Linked DNA regions of Hordeum vulgare: region 2 is linked to region 1. Evidence: chromatin contacts called from public HiChIP or PLAC-seq data. All regions are on one chromosome and are shown on one strand. Each heading gives the region's core, a stretch centred on a gene start, on an enhancer-like site or on the middle of the called end of the contact. The rest is flanking DNA. Distances are from core to core; before and after follow the strand shown.

The links. HiChIP or PLAC-seq counts read pairs in DNA pulled down with a chosen protein or histone mark.
Region 2: an H3K4me3 HiChIP or PLAC-seq map of embryo shows a contact between it and region 1, with 7 times the contacts expected there. The contact joins the promoter of LOC123407240 here to the promoter of LOC123412943 in region 1.

What each region holds. Positions count from the first base shown.
Region 1 is chr7H:537,619,285-537,622,813 of MorexV3_pseudomolecules_assembly, reverse strand. LOC123412943 (CASP-like protein 1E1) reads left to right here and starts at 1,370. Exons shown (of 2, transcript XM_045105903.1): 1 at 1,370-1,848. The coding sequence starts at 1,577.
Region 2 is chr7H:537,852,371-537,855,859 of MorexV3_pseudomolecules_assembly, reverse strand. LOC123407240 (outer mitochondrial transmembrane helix translocase-like) reads right to left here and starts at 2,193. Exons shown (of 6, transcript XM_045100330.1): 1 at 1,784-2,193; 2 at 1,376-1,676; 3 at 1,068-1,226. The coding sequence starts at 1,984.

The DNA.
Region 1 (3,529 bases), core at 121-2,620:
ATCATCGGGGTCAAAGTGGTGTATGGTAGTCGAATAGTAAGAAGCAAGATAATTTTGTTATGTTATCACACACATGGAAAAACCACAACATTGAAACACACATTTACACTATTTTTACTTCCATGGCAATGCGAGGAGTATGGAATACTAGGTTTGTTACAAGGTTGAATGAAGAGCATGAAAGCGGAAGGGAACGAGAGGCACGAAAAACATGACACTGTGCCTTCATTCAAGGAGTGGTGGCTGTTGAGGAGGAAAGAAGTGGAAACGAGAATTGATATGTGTTCCTATATCGATGGAAATTACGCCCTCGCATTAGACAGATATCTGAAATAGATGGTATGCCATTTTATTTATTCCATTGCAACACACGGGCATCAAACTATCTCTACTATTAAAGCAGAATCGAACGTCGTGATGGTTCGACCTCCTCCCCACATACGACGGCCATCGATAAAAAAAATCTCATCGTCACTTGAGCCAGGGCCATGATTACACCAGCCTAAAAAGTTACCAGCCAAGCCCACTTAATAGATCCATTGCCAACTCAGCCAACAAACGAGATCCACGAACCTACTTGTGACTAGATCCATTTGTGGGAGACTTGAACCAAAAGTTAAAGTTGTGCAATGAAAACAAGAAAATGTATTAGAAAGGAGGGAGTACTATTTATTGGCGTCATCTAATATCTAATTATTTTGTTTAAAATAAAGTGCCAAATTTAGTCATTAATTTTTCTTTCCCGTGCCATGCACACGCCTCTAATCTTTATGGTGTTGGCTAATGTACCTAGACTGTACATGAAATCCTGATGATGTACATTGCCAGCTACACCAGGTGACACATTAGTTCAATAAAGCTTTTTGTCTGCAACACAAAGAGAATGATGTGACACAGACAAGGAAACGAATTGTCAAAAGTATAAGAGCTATCACTTAAGTTTCATATTCAATTTTAGTCTTTGAAAGTCGCCATCCAGAAATATATATTAGTCATAAAACTTAGAGCTCATAGAGTTTATATGATATACCCAAATAAATAATGTATTTTCTATAGTCAAACTGATCATAATATTTTATACTCTCAAGTAAGCACATCAACATTGAATAGTACAATGATTTGATCGGTAACATCATTATTTTTTGATATCTCCCGTGGCAACGCACGGGTATTTGACTAGTGGAGTATAAAGGAAGAACGGAGGGAGTGGTTGAAGTAAAAAATGCAAGTTACATTTTATACCAAAAACCACACTTTCTGAATCAACCGAGACTTCCCTAAAGAAAGGAATCAACTGGGACTCCAGAAAATTTCAGCTGACTCCATTTATTCGGCGGCAAAAAATCCAGTCGATTTCAGTTCGTTACCCGTTAAGACGGTGAGCGGTAGCCATGCTCGTCGCGGTGACCCGTCCCCAACCTACTTCCAACCATAAGTAGCGATCCCCGTCCAACGCATTCTTGCATAGATAGAGCCAACCACACCTCAGGTAGCGAGTCAGTGACGCACGCGCTCCGTGCCACACCACCACCGCACCGTTTCGCCCGCTCAGCCACCCGAGAAACCGGCGTCGGCAATGGAGTCGTCGCGGGTGAAGCCCGGGTTCAGCGGCGTGAGCAGCCTGTCCGACAGCCGGAGGAGTTACATGGGAGCGGCGGCGCCCAGCAAGCCGGCGGTGGACGGGTGCGGCGTGGCGCTGCGCGTGTTCATCCTGGCGGCGACGCTGGTCGCCGCCGTGGTAATGGGCCTGGACCGGCAGACCAGCACCGTGCAGGTCACCATCGCCGACAAGCTGCCGCCGCTGCAGGTCCCCGTCACGGCCAAGTGGTCCTACTCCTCCGCCTTCGTGTAAGTGAAGCGCTCCCGTACCTGATTCTTTCCTCTTCCTCGCCACCACACCAGCACCGCGATTAATTATTACACATCCACACGACACCATCGTTCTCCGGTGAAGAGCTCTCCTGGATTTGTTTTGTTCTCCTCCTTGTGGGATTTCCTTCCGCTTCTTTTAATCTGTTTGCTCGGCGGATATCGATCGTTCATGATGCAAGTACGTCTGCACACATTGTAGCAATATCTGACACAAAGATACAAGGATGCCGCGTACGTTTGAGAAAATGGGGCCAGCCAAGCACATGCAACCAATCAATTACTATATGTTTGTCATTTTCATTAATTAGGAAAGTTGCTGCGCTGGAGTAGATAGTGTTACTGTAGTCCAGTCAAGGCCAACAAATACATGCCATTTCTGCCGAAAGCACCTCTATAGCTACCGGATATAGTCATATAGATCGTCCATGATGCAAGTACGTCTGCAACAGCACGTACACATTGTATCTATCTGACGCAAAGATACCGGAGTACAAGGATCGATGCCGCGTAAGTTTTAGAAAACGGGGCCAGCCAAGCACATGCAACCAGTCAATTATATATATTGTCATTTTCCTTAATTAGAAATGTGCATAGATACACATGTATATGGACAAATCTAAGACAATTAATCTGGAACGGAGGGAGTACTCTACTAGCTGTATATTGATGTAGTTCAGTCAAGGCCAACAAATACATGCCATTTCTGCCGAAGGCACATCTATAGCTAGCGTTTGCCGATCCAGACACAACATATCTCCTTCACATTAGTTAGGCAAAAGTGCTTCTACACTACACTTTCACCATCTCCTCCATATTTCCGTACGAATTCTTCGGGTGAGAAGGGTCGACGGTCCGCAAGAAATGCAGTGTCGTGCGTGCCCGTCCAGCTGATTCCTACCGCTCACGGCTCGATCGAACCTTTAGTCGTTCCACGTGCAAACAAGACATTCTCTTTCCCCTACCTAGAAAGAACCTTCACGCTGCACCATAGACAAGGATGCCGCAACAAACCAGAATACTATGGAGTAAGTAATTCGATCGACGCCCAACGAGAACGCATGTGGTGCAAGTAATGGACGATTTCCTCTTTGCCCACGTCGATCTTTTCTGGTGGTCGGGAAGAAACTGCAAAACGATTTCCGCTTTGTCCACGTCCAGAGACGCATGAATCTTTGTCCATGACCGCGTACGTGGCTGGCTGGCCCGATCGATCGACCGATCCGAGCGGCATTATTGCGGAAAGAGATGGATGGATAATCCCAGCTCAACCGTCATGGCCACGGTGGGGCACGCCTGCTCGTCCTGATGGGTGTGCTCCGGCGGCCTGAGATAGCAGCCACCAAGCGATTTGGCCTTTTACAAAAGGTGGAGATATATGGGATACGGATAGAGATTTCCGAAAGGATTGTCGAGATCGATTCTTTTCCGACAGAGACGTGTCCGCTTGTTTCGAATATCGAGCAGAGTTGATGAGATTGAAACAGCAGCGCGCAGTATACATATATATGTGGTCTTTTTTTTTTTTTGTCGATAAAAGGACTGCATTCATAGGCTGGGTTGACGTGCCTTAATTAGCAGTTTAGCACTCGTGGATTAATTCCGTCAAGTCCATCTTTATTTGCTGCTATTTATGACATATATTGTTCGTACAGCTATT
Region 2 (3,489 bases), core at 944-3,443, 230 kb before region 1:
CGTAGATATAAACCTGTATTACAAACAAAAGAATGTTTCTTTCGCCAGAACGGTTCTAATGGGGTAATATACTTGATAGAGATGAAATCATGTAAATCCTCGACTGACTATTGAGTCCGAGGGGACATTGAAGTAAATTGTATACAAATCCTAATAATCCAAAATAACATATGTCTGTAACATGCAAATTATCAGGAGTACATTTTGTTAATGGACTGTTCTATGGCGCGAAAGGACAAACGCGTGGATGCAATATGCATCAGATATACGCCATCAACTCATCATCGAGCGTGTGTGCGCACGGCCGATCACCTGGTTGTGCACGTCATTATGTTACGATTGTCGTTTGTCAATACATACTTTGACCAAAAAACTTTTAAGTACAGACCAATATCTGAAGTCCTCGGATAGTGGCATGTGTCTAATTGTTAGCTGCATGCAGTGATGCAGACTGCTACTCTTAGAGGCCAGATACCACTACTTTATAACGCTGTTCGTAGATATAAACATGTATTATAAACAAAAGAATGTTTCGTTGGCCAGAACGGTTCTAATGGGGTAATATACTTGATAGAGATGAAATCATATAAATCCTCGAGTGACTACCGAGTCCAAGGGAACGTTGAAGTAAATTTGTACACAAATCCTGATAATCCAAAATAACAGATGTCTGTAACGTGCAAATTATCAGGAGTACATTTTGTTAATGGACTGCTCTATGGCGCGGCAGGACAAATGTGTGGATGCAACACGCATCAGCTATACGCCATCGACTCATCAATGAGCGTGTGTGTGCACGACTGATCACGTGGTTGCGCACGTCAGCACGTTATGATTGTTGTTTGTCAATACATACCAATATGTGTAGTGCAATTTTGACCAAAAATCTTTTAAGTACAGACCAATATGTGAAGTCCTTGGATAGTGGCATTTGTCTAATTGTTAGCTTCATGCAGACTGCTACTCTAAGAGGCCAAAACACTTTATAACGTTGTTAGCAAATACTTATGAACCTGTATTATAAATATATACAGTGTGTTATGAAAGCAACAAGGGAGAGTGCTCACGATCGGTGGTGAAACCGTCCCATAGAGACATGAACTCCGTCTTCATGTTAGTCAAAGCTTCATGGTCTGTGTTCCGACGCTGTCCCAAGAAGCTATCGACCTCATCGATGAAGATAATGGCAGGCTGGAGCTTGTTTGCCAGACTAAAGACGGCAGACACTGGCACAGGGTTACAGAAAATGAGCATCTTCACAACAGATATATACACGTCACGGAGCAAGATTTTTTTTTTGTCAGTACAGGAACAAGATTGGAAGCAGGAAGGATGAATTCCAGCAAACAGGATAGAATCTTAGGAGGCGGCTTACCGAGCTTCTGGGCGTCACCGAACCACTTGCTCATGAGATTGGATATCCTGACGTTGATGAAGACGGCGCCCGACTCCTTGGCGATGGCCTTGGCCAGCATGGTCTTGCCGGTCCCTGGCGGGCCGTAGAGGAGCACCCCCTTCTGCGGGCTGAGGAGCTTGCCGTAGGCGAAGAGCTCGGGGCGGCGCAGGGGCAGGATGACGAGCTCGTAGAGCGCCTGCTTGACCTCGTCGAGGCCGCCGACGGACTCGAACTCGACGTCGATCTCGTCGGGGTTGATGACGTCGCACGCAATCACGTCCTGCGAGCAATCCGGAGATTAGAGCCCTGGATTGGATTGGATTGGATTGGGTTCGGGGTGGAGGGATTGGAATGGGTGGAGGGTGGAGGGCGGTGACGCGCTACTACCTCGTAGGGGGTGGTGGAGATGAGGGGCCTGCCGAGGCGCTTGGCGATCTCCTTCTTCTGCTGGAGCGCCTTCTTGGAGGACTCGCGGTTGGGGTCGAGCTGGCGGAGGCCGGCGAAGAGGACGAGGCAGCTGAGCGCCGCGCTCGCCGCGTACAGGACCAGCTCCTGCACGAACCGCGACGAGGAGTCCGTCGACCTCATCGCCGCCGGCGGCCGCCGATTCCCCGACGCCCCCTCTCTGCCCGTCGTTGCTTGCGGGGGAAGGGAAAGGGGGGGCGCGCGGGGGCGAGATGCGTGGGCGAGGGGGGTTGGATTCGTCCGTGGAGGAAGGGGGGGGTGGAGAAGGGAAGACGGACGGGAGAAGGGATTGGGATTTTAGGGGGCGGGTCGGTTCGGCTTGGCCTGGCTTTCGTTCAGCTTGGAGGAGGGTTTGGTCCGGGTGGGAATGGGATGGGAAGGTGGATGACGGTTCTGGTCGCTGTTACGCTCAGTCTCTCCGTGAATAGATTGGTTGGGTCCTCACCTGGCCAAACGGACCGGCCCGACACGGCCTGTGGTAATCGGGCTGCCACGGCACGTTTATTAGTCGAGTAGTGTCATGTCGGTCCGTGGGCTGCGTCTCTAGGCCCAAGCACGATCTGATTATTAAACGGGTCAACATGTTGGCCCGATTATCACGCTGGGCCGCAATTTTTTAGCCTTATGGGCTTATTTTAGGTTTATTGGACCGTATTCTTGTATGTGTGTGTGTGTATATATATATATATATATATATATATATATATATATATAATAAACGGGTCGTGCCGTGTCGGCCCGCGTGCCCGGCCTCCAGGTCCAGGCACGGTTCGAGGCATGCTTCGTGTCGGGTCGGGCCTGTGTCATGCCACGCACGCGGGCTGTTGGGTCGGCCCATTTACCCGGCCCGTTTGGCCAAATCTGGTTGGGTCGGGTCGGCCAAAGGGAGTCTGGATTCATTGGTTCTTTTCTTTCTTCTTCTTTTGTGTTCGACTACAGGATGTCACTAGCTCTTTGAGTTTTTAGAGCAGTTTCAACCCGACCACCCAAACTGTTCGTGCGTGTTTGTTTAGATGGTAACGGAACAAAACATGGTCTAATGCACGGAATCAAATCCAAAAAAAGTCAGTTTGGTGTCCGTTTGAACGCATTTCATGTCCAAATTTATGCTTGGTTTGCCTTCGTGCGAATACAAAAGAGACACGTCGCACGTCCGTTCGGTGTTCGTCTGGACGAACTTCATGTCCAAATTTGTGTCTGGTTTGCGTTCGTGTGCATACAAAACGGACTCATGGCGCGTCCGCTCGATGTCTGCCGCGGCCCCACCCGTTGACCGCCCGACCATCGCGGGTGATCTTATTAAATGCAGCCACCTGTCCCGGGTCCGTCTGACAGTGGATTAAAGTTGCGGGTCACCGATCCTTTGTAATGTAACCGTGCGGGGTCGGCCTCATCCACTTCCCTCCTCTCATCCACATCTAGTCAAGCTTGCCCCTTTCCAGACGACAACCAAACCCTAGCGCCATGGGGTACTTCGCAGGTACAAGGGGAAGCTCACCCACCGCGCCAGCTCCTCCCGTGCGTCCCAGCCACCTCAATGCGGGCCGCCAAGAGAAAGGGAGCAGTTGTACATCCGAGTGCATCAGGTGCGGTGGCAGTGGAAGTACCACCAGCCCTTCCCGTATCCA